Regions from separate parts of the Macaca mulatta genome. Here region 1 is linked to region 2. A link is a contact called in public Hi-C data. All regions are on one chromosome and are shown on one strand. The core of a region is the stretch at or near the end of the contact, and the rest is flanking DNA. Distances in the headings are between cores, read along the strand shown. Region 1 holds the start of ACTL6A (actin like 6A). Region 2 holds the start of MFN1 (mitofusin 1).

Evidence for each region. A called contact is a pair of places that touch in the nucleus more often than the background predicts.
Region 1: a contact with region 2 is called in a Hi-C map of fetal cortex germinal zone, with 2.2 times the contacts expected there. The contact joins the promoter of ACTL6A here to the promoter of MFN1 in region 2. A contact is called at or near these places in 2 of 14 Hi-C or Micro-C datasets (fetal cortex germinal zone and fetal cortical plate).

Annotation. Positions count from the first base shown.
Region 1 is chr2:91,570,837-91,573,536 of T2T-MMU8v2.0, reverse strand. It overlaps ACTL6A (actin like 6A), which reads right to left and starts at 1,394. Exons shown (of 14, transcript NM_001104559.2): 1 at 1,190-1,394. The coding sequence starts at 1,214.
Region 2 is chr2:91,336,886-91,339,585 of T2T-MMU8v2.0, reverse strand. MFN1 (mitofusin 1) reads right to left here and starts at 1,358. Exons shown (of 18, transcript NM_001266266.1): 1 at 1,314-1,358; 2 at 122-240. The coding sequence starts at 233.

The DNA of each region.
Region 1 (2,700 bases), core at 145-2,644, 230 kb before region 2:
TGTATCTTACCTGTAAAATGACATCCTTTATAGAAACAGCATCACTACTAGACACAGCAACAATAGCAATAGTCTGGATTTGTTTTCTGGGTCTCTAACTCATCAAACACAACCCAAAACATTAATTATATGTATCAGTGTTTTGATTCACCTGCAGATCTTGCAAAAATGGAGGCTCTAAATCAGTAGATTTTGAATGACGCGTGAGATTCTGCATTTCTAAGAGGCTTGCAGGTGATGCTGACACTGCTGGTCCATGGACCAGACTTTAAGTGGCAAATGTAGCATTATTTCATTTAACCTTTACGCCCATCCCCATTGGCTAGGAATTATTCCACAAATGAGGCCTGAAGTTGGAAAATTATGTAAATTGCCTAAGACCAAAGCGCTCAACAGTGAGGCGGATATTTCAACTCAGGTCTGTAACCCCCCGCACCTGGTAATCTTTCTGCCACACCAGTCTAATCAAGGATAAGTGAAAAAACAAGACGCCTAGGACCCCCGGCAAACTTTCTGGGCATCCTTAAACTACACGTGCTCCTGAATTAATCTCAAACAGACCCGCCCACGAGTCACTCTGGAGACTCCGCAGCCAACAAACAGGCAGGAGTTACTGAAAGGTGAGGCAGCTCGCGCATGGGGCACAGACAGGGAGGAGGCAGTACCCTAAGTGGCCGCCGCTTCCCTAGTCAGTTCTACGGCTTGAGGCTCGCATTGCCACCTGTGAGACGCTCTGGGAACCCTCCGTCCACGCTTGCAAACCGCCGGGACCTTCCAAGTTTAGGCGCGAGCACATGCGCCCCGACACAGCCGAGTCCAGGAGGCACTCGTGGAGATGCGACCCTGGGGCGGTAACGCAACCCGGGGCCCGGCGGCCGGCTGGACTGAGCTTCCCGCCCAGCCCCGAGGCTCTCTAGAGAAACGAGCGTGCATCCCAAAACCCTGCTTCTCCGGGGGCAGAGGCAGGAACCGGCCACAGAGAGCCGCCACTCCAGGGCGCCCGAGGCGCTGGCCGAGCCTGGTGGGCTCCGGGGGCGGGCAGAGCGTGGGGCGGGGATGGGGCGGGGAGGCCGGGGTCCCGAGAGGGGGAAACCGGAAGGGAACGCCGAGGAGGGGAGGGCTGGGAGCGGCGGTTACAAACCCCACACGCCGAAAACGCGCGCTCTCTCCTCCGGCCGCACTCACTCACCTCCCCCGTACACGCCGCCGCTCATGGCTGCTGCCGGCGCGACCCCTACCCTAAGGGCTAACTGGAGAAGTGACTGCAGTGGCCGCGACTGCGAGTCCCGAGAAGCGATAGCCCCTGACTCCCTTAACTTCCACCGCCACCCCCCTCAGGCAACAAAGCGGCGTCCACACACCCCGGAGCTCAGCTACACTTGCTGTCTCCTCCTATCAGCCAATCACGAGGGTCCAGGCCTACGTTTAGTCAATCAGAATGCGGCTGCGCCGCATCCCCGCCGCGGCCCAGCAGGTTTAGCCAATCGAAGGCAGCCATGGGGGCGGGGAAAGAGGAAAGCGACAGCCGGACAGAAGGAGTTGGGTTGCGGAGCTGAAGCGGGCGGAGCTTCCCGGGTGGGCGAGAGAGTGGGCGGAGGCAGTGGGAGAAGAAGGAGGAAGGCTGGAGGGAAGCATGGGAGGGGCGTAAGAGGTGCGGCTGGGCGCTGAGGAGCTGCGGGAACCTGGGTAGGGGAAGGTAGACTTCTGGAAATTGAACGTGTGTCTCCACGCTGAGATTCCTGTCCAGTGACTGTGGGCAATGTGGATTTCTTTCTTTTTTTCTTCAGAAAAAGTATTTTAAACTAACTTTAGGTTGAAGAAATAAAAATTTTGCGCTCCACTTTGGGATAGGGGAATCAGTAAATCAGACAAATTGATAGGATCTTGTAATTTTTAAAATGGTTATTAATAAGTAAAAGAAGAATGAAATGATGCATTATCCCAGCTAAACCTAGGTAGCGCTTTAAAAACGATTTAAAAAATCAATTTCTTAAAAAAAAAAAAAAAATTTCAGGCCGGGTGTGGTGGCTCACCCGTGTAATCCCAGCACTTTGGGAGGCCGAGGCGGGTAGATCACGAGGTCAGGAGTTCGAGACCAGCCTGGTCAACACAGTGAAACCCCGTCTCTACTAAAAATACGAAAATTAGCTGGGCGTGGTGGCACACACCTGTAGTCCCAGCTACTTGGGAGGCTGAGGCAGGAGAATCGCTTGAACCCAGGAGGTGAAGTGTCCGGAGCTGCACGCCCGGCCATAGTGAATAATCATTAAAGATTAAATGCCTGAGCTATATTCATTTCCACCCCACATCTTCTCCCTAGATTTACCTTCTTCCCTGTATTAATACCGCCATTAAAAGATGGCGCTCTTCCTGCTTCTTTTTCATTCTTTTTTCCCGCGCCTGGGACAAGACTACCTGACTGCGCAGGCGCAACATGACGTCCGACCGGAGAAACCGAGGCTTATCTGGCCACGCCTTCCTTTTTTAGGTAATTTCCGCCTTAGCCCAACCCCTTCCCCTCCAAATGTATATAAGGCATTGCATTACCGCCATTAAACGAGACTTGATCAGGATACTGTCTTGTCTCCATTTCTCGTGTCTCTTGTTCCCCAAATTCCCACCCCCTCTTCCAGGGCCTGCTTTGACAATCCCGTGGGCCGGGACTCGTGGCGCCCAAACGTGGGGCCTGGAAACGAGGGA
Region 2 (2,700 bases), core at 109-2,608:
ATGGTACTTCTCATAGTATACAGTACAATGCCCTATATGTGTTCAATAACTAATGTTGAAAGAATACGCACTTTTATGTATTTTCAACAGTAATTACTTTAAGAACTTAAGAAGAACTAACCTTCAACAAAATGTGATCCTTCAGTAACAAACTCCAGTAACTGGTCAAAGATTGCAGTAATAGCCTTCTTAGCCAGCACAAAGTGCTTCAGTGGAGAAACAGTTTCTGCCATTATGCTACTAGGGGGAGATAAAGTTAGAAAAGCACAAACTAAAGTGGATGATAGACATGTAAACTGATGACACACCAGTGACAGTCATCAACTCCCCAATGAGATAAATTATGCTGGCAAAACGTTTTTAGGTAATTCTTTTTTGGGAGTGTTCTAGTCAGACAATTAGAGATGACTTTTGAATGATATTTCACTAAAATAAGTGAAATCTATTAGCCAAAATTTTGGTTGCAATTTCGACTCAATTTCCCTTTTCCCTTTGGTGAAGATGAAACTAATTGTGACTAAGTTTGTCACTGCATGTGACTATAAAGTACATCAGGGAATAGGGTTAGTGAAAGGAAGCCAAGTTCACAAACAATAACGAAGTTACTAAGTTTCTCAACCTGAAGCTCTAGGTGAGTGGGGGTGGATATGCAGAGTGAGGAAATAAAATTCTAAGATCACAACGTGAGGCTGACATTTAGAAAGACGGAGTTCATCACTACAAATGAGGAGGTAAGGCTTAAAGAGGGCATTAACGCTTCCAGCCAAAGTATCAGAAACTTCAAGGAATATGAGTCTCAGAAAGCATAGGTGGTTTCTCAAGAAAAAGACACCAAAGACAAACAATCACGGCCTAATCCTGGTGTGCACATGGAAAGGAACACTGGCCATAAAGAAGGCGGATCCTTCCAGAGAGTCCAGAAATGACCGCGCGAAGGAGCTGCGTGGGAAAAGCCGGGTGGGGGCAACGCCCCGGTCCGGCCGGTGTGAACACCTGCCTTAGTAAAAGCCTCCCGCCTTCTCACACCGGGCGCAGTGGTCGGGGCCAGAGCCCACCCCAGCCCCACGCGCGCCCGTCCAGGTCCGGATCCCCCACTCCCACCCCCGAGCTCGGCCTCGTGGGCTCCGTGGGCTCGACTCGGCCGCCAGCCCCGCTCGCCTGACGGTTCGCTCTCTCCTTTCCCACAGGACCGCGGCGGGCGGCGCCTCGTCACAGAACGCTGCATGCACGACTCCCGCCCCCCTGTCCCCAGTCGCTCGAAGGTCACTCCGAGCGTCGCAAACGTGCTAGCTGTCGAGGCAGCCGGCACTCACTGTCTCCGCTCCAACTATCACCCGGCAACAGCAACTCGGCCACTGATCCCAAACTGCCTCATCTTCCCGAGAAGTTAAAGGCGGAGAGGAGGCAGGGGGAGTGGCAAAGGGCGGCCACTTCCGGCCTCTTGCCTCCTCTGTTCTGTTTGGCTCCGTGGCCGGAAGCGCATCTATGCCAGGCGCCATTTTCCTTAAGGGCAGAAGGCAAGGTTTGTTGTGGGCAGGGACTGCTACCAGGAGAGTGGTTTTCCGTTCCCCTTTCCAACTTCTCACCCTCCCTTCTCCCCTCAAAGTGTCCAAGTCTCTGCCCAGCCTAGGCTTAGCTAGCTTCCAATGATGGCAGTGGCTGACGCCTGTAATCCCGACACTTTGGGAGACCGAAGGGGTGGGATATCTCTTAAGACCAGGAGTTCGAGACTAGCCTGGGCAACATAGGGAGCCCCACCCCGCCGCTTCCTCCTCCCCGTCTCTACAAAATAAAAAAATGAAAAATTAAAAAAAAAAAATTTAAAAACCTAGCGAGGTGTGGTGGCACACACCTGTGGTCCCAGCTACTTCGGAGGCTTAGGTGGGGGGATTGTTTGGGCCCGGGGCTGCAGCGAACTATGATTTATCGTGCCACTGCACTCCAGCCTGGGCAACAGAGCGTGACATTGTCTCCAAATTAAAAAAAAAAAAAAAAAAAGAAAAAGAAAAGAAAAATCCAGATCATATCACTTTCCGAGTTTAAAAGCTTTCCAGACCCGGTGGGGTGGCTCACGCCTGTAATCCCAGCACTTTGGGAGGCCGAGGCGGGCGGATCACAAGGTTAGGATATCGAGACCATCCTGGCTAACACGGTGAAACGCCGTCTCTACTAAAAACATAAAAAATTAGCTGGGCATGGTGGCGGGCGCCTATTGTCCCAGCTATTTGGAAGGCTGAGGCAGGAGAATGGCGTGAACCCGGGAGGCGGAGCTTGCAGTAAGCCGAGATTGTGTCACTGCACTGCAGCCTGGACGACAGAGTGAGACTCCGGCTCAATAAATAAATAAATAAATAAATAAAAAGAACTTCAGAAAATAGAGCAGAAAACCCAACAGAGAGAAAAGCAGACAAAGGATAGGGAGAAGCATTTCACAAAATGAAAGTGAAAATGACTAATAAGCATATTAAAATAGTCTCAACTTTGTTAGTAATCAGATCTATGCAAATTTAAACAATAATAATGTACTACTTTATACCCTTAAGATTTACAGGAAATTTAAAAATTGTATGATATTGTTGGTAAGCCTGTGAGGAAACATGATCTTGCTGATGGGAGTATAAACTTTAGTCATTCTGCATATATTTTGGAAGTACTGAATCACAAGTATATAAAAAACTTACAAAAATGTGTATGGTAGGT